2 separate regions of the Rattus norvegicus genome follow, and region 2 is linked to region 1. Evidence: chromatin contacts called from public Hi-C data. All regions are on one chromosome and are shown on one strand. Each heading gives the region's core, a stretch centred on a gene start, on an enhancer-like site or on the middle of the called end of the contact. The rest is flanking DNA. Distances are from core to core; before and after follow the strand shown. Region 1 has its middle 45 kb from the start of Rdh14. Region 2 overlaps LOC120103512 (a long non-coding RNA gene).

Region 1 (6,740 bases), core at 1,988-4,487:
CTCCTCCTTCTAACATGGTGCATTATATGACTTCAACATAATCCTGAGATTTGTCAAGTTGAGGCCACAGGCCTCCTCACATCAATACAAAGCATTTGGTGTGTCCTTATGTTTCATCCTGAGTTGAGCTATGCGGTGTTGGGGAAACTATTACATGAGTATGAAGGTACCCGGGATGTTACTGTAGTTTCTCTCCATTTGCCTTCCATCCTTGGCACAAGGCAAACCCATAGACTTTTAAAGATGATGAAACCAGAAAGCTAAGGGAAGAAGTCCAGACTTAAGATAACTCTGTTACTTCTTCTATCTGTGTTGTTGTCTCTAACCATCTAGATGTATCCAGGTATCAAATCTTTATTTGCTAAGAACCTTTCAGAATTGAGAGGTCAAATAATCCAAACCTCTAAAACAGTTACAAAAGAATGATTCTAATATGATGTTTATCTTTGTTTAAAACAGCACTGGAAAATACAACCTTCAGTTTTTCTTCAGTTGCTTTTTAAGTGGTGGAGAAAAAACACCAGATCCTGTGTGTATTTATCTAGTTTGAGTCATCTCCTAAATATTTAATTCAATGTTAAATTGCTTTAAAAATAAAATTGCTCCCTTTTCCCTTGAAACTAAGTTAGTTTTGCCTCATAAACACTAAGAAAATAAGGAAAAAAATTAAAAATCATGTTAGGAGTAGCAATGACAAGTAACATGAGGCATTGACTGTAGGCTTATATTGGCAACCATAATTTTACATATACTCACTAATATCCCTGCCTGGCAAACACAGTGTCAGGAGTAACATAGCAAGGTAAAGCAGGCATGGTCCCTGCCCCTTGAAACAGTCTGCAGAGGCTGCAGCTGAGGTGAGCTTTCTCTGTACAGGATCATTTTTATAGAACAAAAAGATCTCCAGGAAACACTATATGGCATCTTCCGTCCCTGCATCTTCGTGACTCACAGGAAAACCTTTTCAGCTGACTTAAGCCTGAACTGGGGTGGGAGGGTGCAAAGAAGGAAGGAGAGGAAAGAAAAAGAAAAGCAAGAGCTAAATACATCTGACAACAAATTCGAGATCATAAACCGTGGGATTCCTTCATAATACCACACACTTTAGAATCAGGCCGTATTTTTCATTTGACATGGATTTAAAGGTAGCTCAAAGAAAACATGGGATTAACTGTAAGTAGTGGGATAGTAACCATGAGCCAAGCTTGCAAATAAACACATCAGAGACTTGGTCTAAAAAAAGACAGAGCACAAATAATGTCCTCTTGATGTGCCTACAGTTTCGTTCGACTGTTCCCAGGTCATGAACTAATTTGCCAAAAAAGAGGTTAACTCCAGTGCAGCAGGCAGCATTTGAGGAAACAGGTTTTGTGCATACTGCCTATGGAGTCAGGGGGCTGGAAGCCCTGCCTATATAATAGCTCTCAGATGAGCACTTTAAAACACTCTCGTGTATGTGAATGGATGCACGGGGCTTTAGGACACTGCAGACTAAGGTCCTTAACAAATGTGGGCTTGGCTTGTTCCCAAATGGATGTCTCCTGAATTAGCCTAAATAAATTTGTTTGAGGGCTTGGGTGACCTTGGGCAATCTACTCCCCCTTTCCAAGAGTGAGGTGTCCTTCATATAAAGCAAGGGATTGGGATGAGTTGATCTTTTCAATTCTCTCCCAGGATCCAGAGGCCCTTCCCTAAAGATTCAACACAGGAAAGCTGACCTCTGCCCCTAGAAGCTTCCAGCTGAAGGAGAACAGAAAAGTAGCCAAAGCCCAGGGAGCTCAGCAGGAGGGTGATTTCCAGCTACACTAATCTTCCAGAACTCCAGGACTCAGATTCATTGGAGGGTGAACAGCAGCATTATATCATTTCCAGGCAAAGCCCCGAGTTCTCGGTGCAGTTCCCATGGTTTCCCCCTGGCTCTGTGCATTGCATCATTTGCTGCCACTGATCTAGCTCTTCCAGTCTCCTGACTTTGAACATGCGCAGATGGCTTTTCCTCGGTGACTTGTTCCGGCACACACATTCCCGGACTTCGTTTCCACCATTCTCGGTGTGTAGACCGAGAATGACCAGCACCTACCTGTGCTTATTGACCACCCGAAGAATCAAACGCAGCAGTGGCTTATGGGGACCACCCACCTAACTGTTCCAGAGCCGAGGTTGTCCTTTCTCACAACACAGGCGCTGGGAACCAGACACCCATGTGATTTTGCAGTGAAACAGAAGACATACAAAAGAAGCTGCTAGGCATTCGATCGGAAACCAAATACACACACACAAAAAAGTGAATGAATGCACGAATCAAACATATAAAACAAGGAAGGCTGTTATCACTGGGAACTACCAACCGCAGAACTTAGTGATGGTGATGACCTTTATCAACACAGAAGGAAAAGCTCAATATGAAATAAGCTTGAAATCTGGGTCTCCAGTGGGACACCAGAAGCAGTAGGATCCATGAAAGGAAGGGGATGTCTCTTCTCTAGTGAACACAGCTGGACAGAGGGAGTCCCTAAGCCTCAAGTATATTTTTAAGCTGCATCTCTCAAAATGTCAAAAGTGGGATTAAAGTGTAAATGATTGTCAATTCATTCCTTCTCTCCTGGTACTATGCTGTTACAGGCAGATTCTGGTTTATGGGGAGGGGAGAGGTGGGATGGTCTTTCAGTGTAACTGAAGAGAGCATACAGGGGATGAGGAGTCCCAGTGTGTCTTGGGGGAGGGGAGCAGTTCACATGCTGCTACTTTTTTGTGACATAGCTTTTATGGGGGGAGAGCCAGAATATTAAGCTCATTGCTTCCAGATGGAAAGGTTGGACAAGACAGAGGTCTTGGCTCTGAAATCCTGGATGCAGTGGTGCGATATGGACCTGACATATTGAAGTAATCGAGATAGAAGATCTGGCTTTAGCCAAGGCTGTCAGATAGATACTTTTTAAAACATTACATGGTTTGTAACAAGGTATTGTGTATCCTCCCAGCAACCCTGCCGCCTTAGTCTCTGGGAAGGCGGTGGGGGGAAAGTGTGCTTATTTTGCTTGAGTTACTAAAGCTCCTTTTATATAGGAGGAATTTGGCATCTCCTGGCTGGGAGCAACGGAGCCAACAGTGTCCAGTGCACTTGCAATGTAGATCACGCTAAGTAAGTCCAGGTGTCTTCAGGAGAAGAGAGGTCCTAAGCACTCCCTTATTTGAGCCCTGAAGCAATCATGGCCCTGTGCCTCAAATGAGCCTCAAATCTGTTTAATAAATCATCTGTCTATTTATAGAGTTAATCCAGCGAGAAATACCATCTTGTGCAGGCTAACGGAGCTTCGTCCACCAGAGGGCGCGCATGTCCGCTTCTTTCTGTGAGGGTTGGCCTTCCTCCAAACTCCTTTGTTGGTCCTCCGCAAAGCACTTTAAGCTTTTGTGGATGGGGATGGGGATGGGGAGAAGCCCCCAGACCCCTTTTCTTGGGGAACCGATTCCTCCAGTCATGTCCACTGCGGAAAGGGAAAGATGACCTCACTGTTTTTAGAAAACCCCCTTTTCAATTCATTCTGTTTTGCACCATCCATTGGCTAACTTCACACCTGAGACAAGTTGGGACATCTCCATGGACCTCAGGTCTGCTTCGAATTTCAAAGACTGGGAACTGTTAAGCTTGTATTTTGATTAAAATTTCGTATTAGCTTCCCCCCCCCCCACACACACACACTCCCTTTCAGTGTAATTTTAGGATATTTAATTTCAACCAATCATCTGAGGGGAAGGGGGGAGGTATTTGATGGGAAACAGCACATGGGAAAGGCAGCCAAGTTAGGAAACAGAGCAGCTCAGGGCTGCAGAGATGTGACAACTGAAATCTCCTTTGTTCTCTCAAGCAGGGTCTGAAACCAAAGACCTCAAGGACAGGGGATCTAGCTTTGGGCCTTGGATCAAGTGGGCCAGTCCTCCCCAAAAGCCCTCTCTCTAACCTCCCAGCCTTGTACAAGTTTCTGGGCTTCAGCTACCTGGTTGGGTTTAGGAGTACAATAACTACCTGATATGTGCCCCTGGCTATGGCTGCTTAAGAAATGCAGCAATCCTCACCAGGCCAATTGTTAAAGACTGGGGAAGACACTAATTACAACTCAGCTTCAAAGCAATTAGAGTCAAGATAGCGGGGGTTATACGGAAGTGGGAAAAGAAGTTTCAGTAATTCTTAGCTCCCATCCCACTGCACTTGCAGTAGAGGAGAGGCCATGTATTCAAATGTTGATAGGTTAGGCAGGAATGAAAATGGGATGCTAGAGTATGCTTGGTCTGGACAAAGTGTGCAACAAGCATTTATTGTTCACTGATTAACACAGTGAGATTGCTCAGAGACCATAGAAATGGTGAGAGCTATACCAGGCAGAAGGGCAGATACTCTAATATGTTCAAGGCATTGTCATCAAGGCTCACTTTTTGGGGTGTGATGGAAAGAGCTCGATCAGTAAAAAGATTGTATCACCAGCATGAGGAGCTGAGTTGGATCCCCCAAATCACCAAGCAGACACAGTGGCATGAACACATAAGCCCAGTGTTTAAGAGAGAGAAGGAAAGAGATGGATGGATTCTTGTGGCTCTTTGGCCAGCCTAGTGTACCTGATGAGTTGCAGGTCAAAAGGTCAAAGAGAAAGGTTCCTTTAAAAAGAACAAGGTGGACAGATCCTGAACAATGATGTCAAAGTTCGCCTCTGACACACATATGTACTCAACCCACTTGTATGAGTATCTGTTGGCTTTTAAGCTGCAAATTTGGATCTTTCCATCTACTTTCTATGTTTTATAACTACTTAAAAGACAAAGAAAATAGAGACAAGTATTTGCTAGTTTATGAAATCTCAAAGTTGCCCAAATAACCCTGATTTTTGGTGTCCTGTCTTTAGATCCAAAGTACAGCTCTACTTATTCTACTTGATGGCCTTGGATGAAGCAAATTCTGTCACTCTAGTTCAGCAGTTCTCAACTTGTGGGTCATGACCCCTGTGGAAGTTGAACGACCCTTTCACAGGAGGTTACCTAAAACCATCGGAAAACCCTAGAGATTTACATGGTGATTCACAATGGTTACACTTATGAAGTAGCCACAAAAATATTATGGCTGGGGGTTCACCACACCATGAAGAACTGTATTAAAGGGTCACGGCGTCAGAAAGGTTGAAAATCGCTGCCCTCATTGACCGCCACACTTAAGGGATGAGCACTACAGGTTTTCCCTTGCAGCTGTCCGTGAGAAGGGCAACTCTTATATCTTCCCTCTATACAAATTCCTCCAAAAATAAAACCATGAGGTGATGATGGAACAAGAGGGAAGGCTGGTCTGATCTCCAACTGATTTCCTGGAACAGCTTGGCTTCTTAAGCTATAACTTATGTACTGTCTTCACAAGCAACCTCCAATGACTCCCCCATACATGTGCCATGTGGAAGTGCTATCTGAATTGCATTGTGCACTGCAGGACAGAGTTCACACTGTTTTGTTTGGGCAGACAGTGTCCTCACAGAAGATCGTTATGCCTTAAAAATCTTTGTGTTGTTGGCCTGGTAGTCCCTGTAGCTGAATAAGGTTCCACCCATTGAAACAAGGTTCATTTTCCTTCCTGATGTTTCTCATACGGTAAAGGTTACAAAGTTCATATAAATATGTTGCCCCCGAGACTCCTGCCATGCTCTGCCCTGACCTCAGAATGATGTCATCCACTCCCTACTGTGACCATCCTGAAAACCATGAAGATATTCTAATGTATGATCCCTTCTCCTTCATTTCACTACCAGACTGTTGAGACAATAGACCCTAAAAAACTGGGATTTTTTTCTCTATAGGAATCTCCTGATGGAGGGAAGAGAAAGACTGGAGTCCTGGTGTCAGCTGGAGAAGACATGTGGCTTCCAAGAAGAGACCTCATGTTCCTGGCAATTTATTCAATCACCATTCAGGGTAGATGGGAGCCAAGACACTAATAGATAGGACAATAATTTACCCAAGACTGCTGAGCTATGCACAGCCCTTGCACTCTGTTTACCCATGGTACAACACCCAAACTTGTCTAGGGGGAAACTGGGACCTCTTTATTTCTTTCCCTTCCCAATGTAGACATATTGAATAATTGTCTTCTCTTCCTTATTTCTTATCTCTTTATTTGATATATTGCATACAGATAGTGGATTCTATCTTGTTGGTGCTGTTAGGTGCAGTGTATAGCTTTTGCTCTATGCACCTTTGCTCCAGCTACCAACTCCCTCCCAGCTTCCCTTGAACTCTTGGATAAAACACACACATACACAGTTGCTCATTTTCTACTTGCCTGGACTCAGACCACCCTCCTCTTCTCAATAGACTCTATGGAATGGCCTCCACAGCTCTGTCCCCTCTTTCTTTGTGGCCTGGCTTTGGTCTGCTTGTTGGAGATAATTAGGAGAACTATTCTCTAAGAATGTCCCTGTATCGATCAGCTTGTTACCTGGCTTTGCCCCATCATTGTCACCTCACTGCTTAGGTTACAAGGACAGGAGAGTGATATATTATCTGCTCCTGCATTAGCAGTCAATGACCTCAGCTACTGCCATATGAACTGGGTTGTTCTGAATCCTTAGGAGAAATTGTACATAGTGGCATACACCTTCAATCTCAGAACAAGGAAGGTTCAGGCCAAAGGGTCCTGAGACCCAGGTCAGCTTCCTTCAGCTGAATAATGAATTCTATCTTAGGCTTCAGCAGACACTCATTTCAGA
Region 2 (6,740 bases), core at 2,208-4,707, 91 kb before region 1:
CATGAAGCATGTTCAGGTTGTCATGGGCACATATGAGCAGTATTTTGTAAGAATCAAGGCTTCCGATTCTCATTCATCCCCGCAGTCTGGTCCTGAGCCATCGAACCAATCTGCAGATCCCCTCTTGGTTGCTTCCTTGGGTTAATAGTAAGGATGCATAAATGTTTGAACTCACTCAGAGAGGCACTGATCACCTATGCTCAGGTTATGAGGAGTTGGCTCCTGAACATAAGCTTGTGCTAGATTGTTAAAAGCGCAGATGTCAGAGGGTTGACTTTCCCATGGGCAATTCAGAGCGGCTGGGAAGATATGAGGAAAACAGACAAGAAGAAAAGTGTCCAGAAGGTGGTGCCATTGTAACACATGTGCTGCCTGAGAGTGCCTCCCAGAAATTTAAGTTACATGGACCAGATGGTCCAAGTGTGAAAGGACACCTAGTCAGGAAGACTCCAACAGACTAGACTAGGGAAAATCTTCTTTAAAAATGAAGGAAGTTCTAGGTCTCTTCTAAGATATTATAGAAGTGCCCATGCACATACAGATTTGCATACGTATGCTTGTATTTTTGTGTGTGATTATGTTGACCGTTTCCACTCAGAGTCTGTGGATATCCCTAATGCATTTAGATGGCAAGTTTCCTTTCTCCTTCATTGGATCCTTTTTCAGTTCAGTTCTCAGTGATAGAGATTTATATCTCTTTAATAGAACCTGTAACAAGACATGAGGTTTCTGTACTCTGCTCTTGTGCTTTTGTACATACAAGGCTATTTTTCTGATATCAAAAAAATGCTTCTAGATAGTTATTACTGGCCTATTTAATAAAACCTTTTCCATCTTCGCAGCTGAAAAGAGCACAAATGGAAGGACACAGTAAATTCTGTTTTGTTTCCTCACTATCACTACCAGTGGCAAAATGACAAATTCAATTTGACTAGCTATTTCCTACCACTCAGAACTTCATGAGGATTCCATGATGATTCAGTATTTCCAAGTGTCTTAAGATATAAGAGGAGAGTCAGTAATTTCTTCATTATTCTAAGAAGCATTTACAATGTCTACCATCTATTATCATTTGATCTCATTGTTTTCAGCTTCTCATCCACATGAAAACAAAGACTCTGGCCCATGCTTTCCCAGTGTCTCCAGTGCTGTCAGTGAAGCACTCCTGACAACGGTGAGGCACAAGGCACATGTTTGTAGTTGGGATCTGGCTGCAATGAGTCGGATGCACCGATGGTCAAGATGTTCTGGTTCAGAAGTTAGAAAATAAATAATGCCTGAGAGGAAGGATTCCTCAGCTCTGGGCAGCTGATACGGCAATAAAATAAATAGTCAGTAAAGCACACTTCCTGTTCTGAGAGTTCACTTTTCACATTGGCAAAGAGCATCTCTTAAATGCCGTCTCATGCTTCCATAAATAAACCTGGCACCTTTTAAAACACTTTTCCATCTGCTTCAGGATGAGGAGTGCATTATTGAATACACCTTGGGGAGCCTCAGAAATGGGAAAAGACTACCTGTGAGGAGCATACCATTGCCTTGGCCTTGGCCCAGAAAACCCATCACCAGACAGCTGGAGTTTCATGTATTGTAAATGAACCCCATGGAGATCTCCATCTCCTGCTCTTCATTTGAGGTCTGCGTGGATCTTTGCATCAGGCAGAGCCAGAAAGTGTCTCAGGTGGTATTAGAGCTGGGTACCTCTGTAGGCTTCTTTACTCTCATAGCTCGACAGCTCACATCCAGCTCCTAGGGACTGCATTTCAATATATCAATTCAGCTTCCTAAAAGGAAGACTTTTAAAAAGCCATTATTCACCTGTGCTGGAGCCCAGAGGAAGAGGTCTGGTGTTTCCCAGGCTCATGGAAATCAACTCTACTCCTCTGGTCAATGGTAGGAAGCAGGGATTCAGTGTCATGGTAAAGCAATTAAGTCCTACTTGTTTCATAAATATCTTGATCAAAGACAGGTAAGGAAACAACTGTGTTCTAAGATATTTGTAAGAGAAAGCAAAATAAAAAAAAAAAACTCAAAAACTCAACTGGCACAGAGCTTGGAACCACCCGAGCTGTCCATCTTGCTGACTAGCCTCCCATCCATCACTCAGTCAACACCTGAGATCATCAACTATCTAGAGATATTTAAGGAACATGACTGTCTTGGCTCACAGTTTTAGAATGTTCAGATTATGATCAATTAGTCTCATATTTTGGAGAAGGCAGTGTACCCTGAGAGTGGCTGAGATAAACCACTCATCTCATACCTTGGAAGCTAGAGGCAGAAAGAACCAAGGGACAGAAGTCCTCTAATTCACTTCAGAGGTGCACCTAATGACAGAAACCTCCCACTAGACTTTACTTCCGTCTTCTCACCACCCCCTAACATACCACATTAGAGCACTTTAAACATAAATCACAGCGAACTATCTCTATTACTGTGCTTTCCCAGGCAATCTTCATGAAACATTTGGGAGCAGGACCTGCCTGGCTCAAGGGACAAGAAAAGGAGTTATCACTCAATCTTTACATTGAATATTAAACATTAGATACACTTTTATATTTTATTTGTTTATTTTTATTTATGTGTCTGTGTATCTACCTGTATGAAGAGGTTAGAGAGACTTGTGGTTTGAACTCAGGTCCTCAGGCTTGGCAGCAAGTACCTTTTCCAACCAAGCCAACTCAGGTACAACTCCTAGATTACTGTCTACTTTCTTCAACCTGAAAAAAATGCTTTATATATATATAAATATTATAATATTTATAATATTAACACATGCTAATTATGTAAAATAGTCTATTCCATCTTGATACTTTCATATGTATATAGTGCTCTTTCACTAGTTACCTTGTCCTCCTTGATACCTCCCATAGGTTCCTCTTCCCAATTACTTTTCTTCACATTTTGTCTGATTTTTTTCCTTTTTTCCTCATCAATTAATTTATCTATTCACTTTTCAACCTGATCACAGACCTGTCCCCACTCTCCTCCCAGTTCTACTCTCAAACCCCTAACCCCCATCCTCTTTTACTCAGAGAAGAGGAGGCCTTAGCATGAGTACTAACCCACCTTCCCATGGGTACCAACCCACCTTCCCATGGGTACCAACCCACCTTCCCATGGGTACCAACCCATCCTCTTACATCAAGTCTCAGCTGGACTAATTGTCTCCTCTCCCATTGAAGCAAGACAAGAAAGCCCAGCTATGAGAAAGAGATCCAAAGGCATGCAACAGAATCAGAGATAGCTCCTGCTTGAATTGTTAGGAGGCCTTCACGAAGAACAAGCTACAGACCTGCTACTTCTGTGTAGGGGGCCTAGGTGCAGCCCATGCATGCTCCTTTGTTGGTAGTTCAGTCTCAGCAAACCTCCCTGGGCACAAATTAGTTTCCCCTGTAGGCCTTCCTGTGGTGTCCTTGATCCTTCCAGCTCCCCCTCAATCCTTCCAACAGCTCTTCCACAAGACACCCTGAGCTCCACCTCGTTTTTGGCTATGGGTCTTTGCATCTGTTTCCATCAGTCACTGGATGAAGCTTCTCAGAAGACAGTTATGGTAAGTTCCTGTCTGCAAGCATGGCAGAATATCTTTAATAGTGTCCGGGGTTGGCTCTCTCTGATGTGGTGGGTCTTGTCTAATTTTTTTCTTTAAAAATCTAAGTTCTCCATGTGAGAGGAAATATGTAAGACATTTCCTTCTGAACATAGGTATTTTATGTAATATGATCTTTAATTTCACTCAGTGATTTTCCCTCAAATTAGATAGTTTCCTTCTTTTTCATGGCTAAATAATAACACACATTGTGTGTTTAAACCACACTTAAATAATAACACACATTGTGTGTTTAAACCATCTCCTAGATGACAGACCTGAGGTATTCTTAGCTGTGGTCAGGGAAGCTTTTTCTGTCGGAAGTAGTGGAGAGATGACTTACTGGTCATAGCACTGAGAATAAGGGACTAAGGGCTCATCCTAAACGAAACCCCTTCCCCAGCAGACTCAGGGAACATTAGAAGGAGAGGAGGAAAAAAAGAGTGTTGGATCTGGAAGACAGGGAGAAATGATGATGTTTTTGGGATGTGACGTGACTATTGAACTTCTTAACTCTCTGCAGTCAAAATCTTGGCAGCGAGTGATAGATTAGATGATCTCAAGGCTCCACTTCATATGAGGAACTATTGGCAGTTGATAGTTACCAGCAAAAAAAAATACAATCATTCTTTATTGATATTATTGCCCTAACAGCTTTCCCATGCTCTACAGAATGGCCCTACCCATACACATAAGGGTGGGACTAACTGGACTTAGTAAGCTATCCGAAGGGGACAAAGGAGCTATGAATGGGAATAATGGGAGGGCACGGAGGGAGTTGAAACAGGAAAACGATGATTTATTGTATGCATGTATGAGAGTATCAAAAATAAAGAAGAGAGTTAAGAGTCTTAAGGTAGGATTAATTTGCATCTTCCTGATGGCTAAAGATGTTGAACATTTTCCACACATTTAGCAGCTGCTTGTGTTGTTGTTGTTGTTGTTGTTGTTGTTTTTGTTCTTTTGTTGTTGTTGTTGTCATTGATGTTGTTGTTCAGTGTATGTGTGGGTGTGTTATTTTTAAACTGGATAATTCATTTGCCTATCTGTAAGTTGGATTATTTGTTCTTTAGTTAATTGTATTCTTTATATATTCTGAATATCAATTCCTTGCAAGTCAATAGCCTGGAAAGACTTTTTTCCTGTTCTGTTGATTATCTGTTTACTCTGGTAATTGTTCCGTGCTGTGCAGATGTTTCAAAATGCTATGCCACCTCACAATTGGTTTCAGTTACTATTCTCTGAGATATGAGAGTCCTTTGCAGAGTATTGCTGCAGGTTTAAATTCTGCTTCAAAGCTTATCTACTCTTCTTCTATATTATTTACATTGAACGTTGTGATAAAATACTTGCCCAAAGAACTTAAAGAGAGGCTTATGTTAGTGTACAACTTGAGATGATTTGGTAGGTGTATGGAGTGGCTGATTGCACTGTGTCAACTTCCTTTAATTCCCTTTGATTCAATTCAGGGACCCAGCCTATAGGATAATACTGTCACATTCATGGTAGCTCTGTCTTCCTCTCTCACTTATATGTCTCTAGGGACACCCTTGAAGTTATGCCCAGATGTTCAACTTTTAGGTAATTCCAGGACCAGTCAAGTTGACAATGAAAAGGGAAGGGAAAGAAAGATTATTATTTGCCTCTAGGATTCTGAGCCCATACAGTAGATCACTGTGGGATTAAATAGTCAATGTGATGCCATTCAGTATTAGTCTTTGATTTTAGAAAGCACAGTATCATGGTTTCTGTGGAGGAATTTTCACTCTTACAAAACTTATGAAACAGGTTCGGGTTTTTTATAGGCTTTAAATTTCCCTTTATTCCCTTTAATTTGTTTACAGACTAGTCCACAGGGATCCCAGTATGTCTATCTTGCAGCCCCACCTTGTCCTTGGTTTGATTTTTACTTTAGATACTGTCTAGGCATAAGAAATCCCCTTGGTTTACTGTTATCTACTTTAGACGATATTCCCTGATTAACTTAGTTATTTCAATCTTCAAGTCATCTTGACAGGTCACCATCTCTTGGTGTTGTTGCAGTCTCCTGATTTATAGTCAGGCTTCATTAAATGCATTTTCTCTTCCCCTACTCAATGGATAATCCCAACTCTCCTGCAATGCATATTTTGAGAAACCAAATCATCTCTACTTACTTATGCTGCTCCAAGACCTCAGTGATAAAGTCTGGCACCATGCCAGTTACATACTGCATGTTTGGTCCACTATTTTAACATTCCTTATAGGTTCATGCTGCCAGATGTGAGATATTAGATGGATAGAAAGTGTGAGTCTCCCTTAAACTACTCTTTTACTCTTAGGATTAGAATCTGTGCAAGTTTAGGGGTCAGAGACATACCTTGAACTCTTGGATATAAAGCACACATTAGGGCAGCAGCACATGTCCCTTTTTAGATCATATCCTGTCCACTAGCCTGTAAGATTCAGGCATCATCAGCCCCTTTGATCCAAGAACTGCATCAAATCATTTTGACCCTTTGAGGAAGATATGCAACCTGGGTCGAGTAGAGCCAGATGACATTTTTATTACCGCAGCATAAAGCAATATCAAATGATTTCATGAATTGTAGCCAGAACATCTGTTATTAGATGTTAGAAATCTGATGTATTCAATTCTAGAAAACTGGCACTCAGCCCTCTCTAAAGTAATGTTTCACTGTTGGGGCAAGAAGTTCTGGAGTGTTCCATTCTTTCCACATGTCACATGCTGCTCTTCTCTCTTATGATGTCCATCAAGGACAAAGACTTTGCGGGACAGAGGGATGATATACCTGTGCTCTTTTACCCTACATTTCAGTTCAGAAAGCCCAGGTCCACATAGAAAGACAATCTGTCTGTAATGGGCAGGGAAAAGAATATAGATTTAAAGATTTGTAGATAGACCTACAAGGACTATCAGACCAAACCTGAAAACTGAAAATCAGTTGTGTTTATGTATCTAACACTTCCATACCCTCACATGTCATGCACTGCTATAACCATTCTGTAATATAAGGGAAATTCTCAAGTCCTTCATTTATCATAGACAGGAGTCCATTTCTTTGAGATAGATGGACCAATGTTCCTAATAACATCATTTCATTTTTTTTCAGGAATGAAAGTAGTATTTTAACCCATAGTATTTTATTAG

The links. A called contact is a pair of places that touch in the nucleus more often than the background predicts.
Region 2: a Hi-C map of the Rat2 cell line shows a contact between it and region 1, with 8 times the contacts expected there. The contact joins two enhancer-like sites. A contact is called at or near these places in 5 of 12 Hi-C or Micro-C datasets (the A7r5 cell line, the Rat2 cell line, hepatocytes and 2 more).

What each region holds. Positions count from the first base shown.
Region 1 is chr6:38,916,923-38,923,662 of GRCr8, reverse strand. No RefSeq gene overlaps it. Among named protein-coding and RNA genes, the nearest start is that of Rdh14, 45 kb to the right of the region's middle. Within about 2 kb of position 3,237, at least 7 of the 93 cell types and tissues checked have an H3K27ac peak or open chromatin away from gene starts, as enhancers often do.
Region 2 is chr6:39,008,123-39,014,862 of GRCr8, reverse strand. The region is part of intron 3 of LOC120103512 (a long non-coding RNA gene); the gene reads right to left. Among named protein-coding and RNA genes, the nearest start is that of Rdh14, 140 kb to the right of the region's middle. Within about 2 kb of position 3,457, at least 1 of the 93 cell types and tissues checked has an H3K27ac peak or open chromatin away from gene starts, as enhancers often do.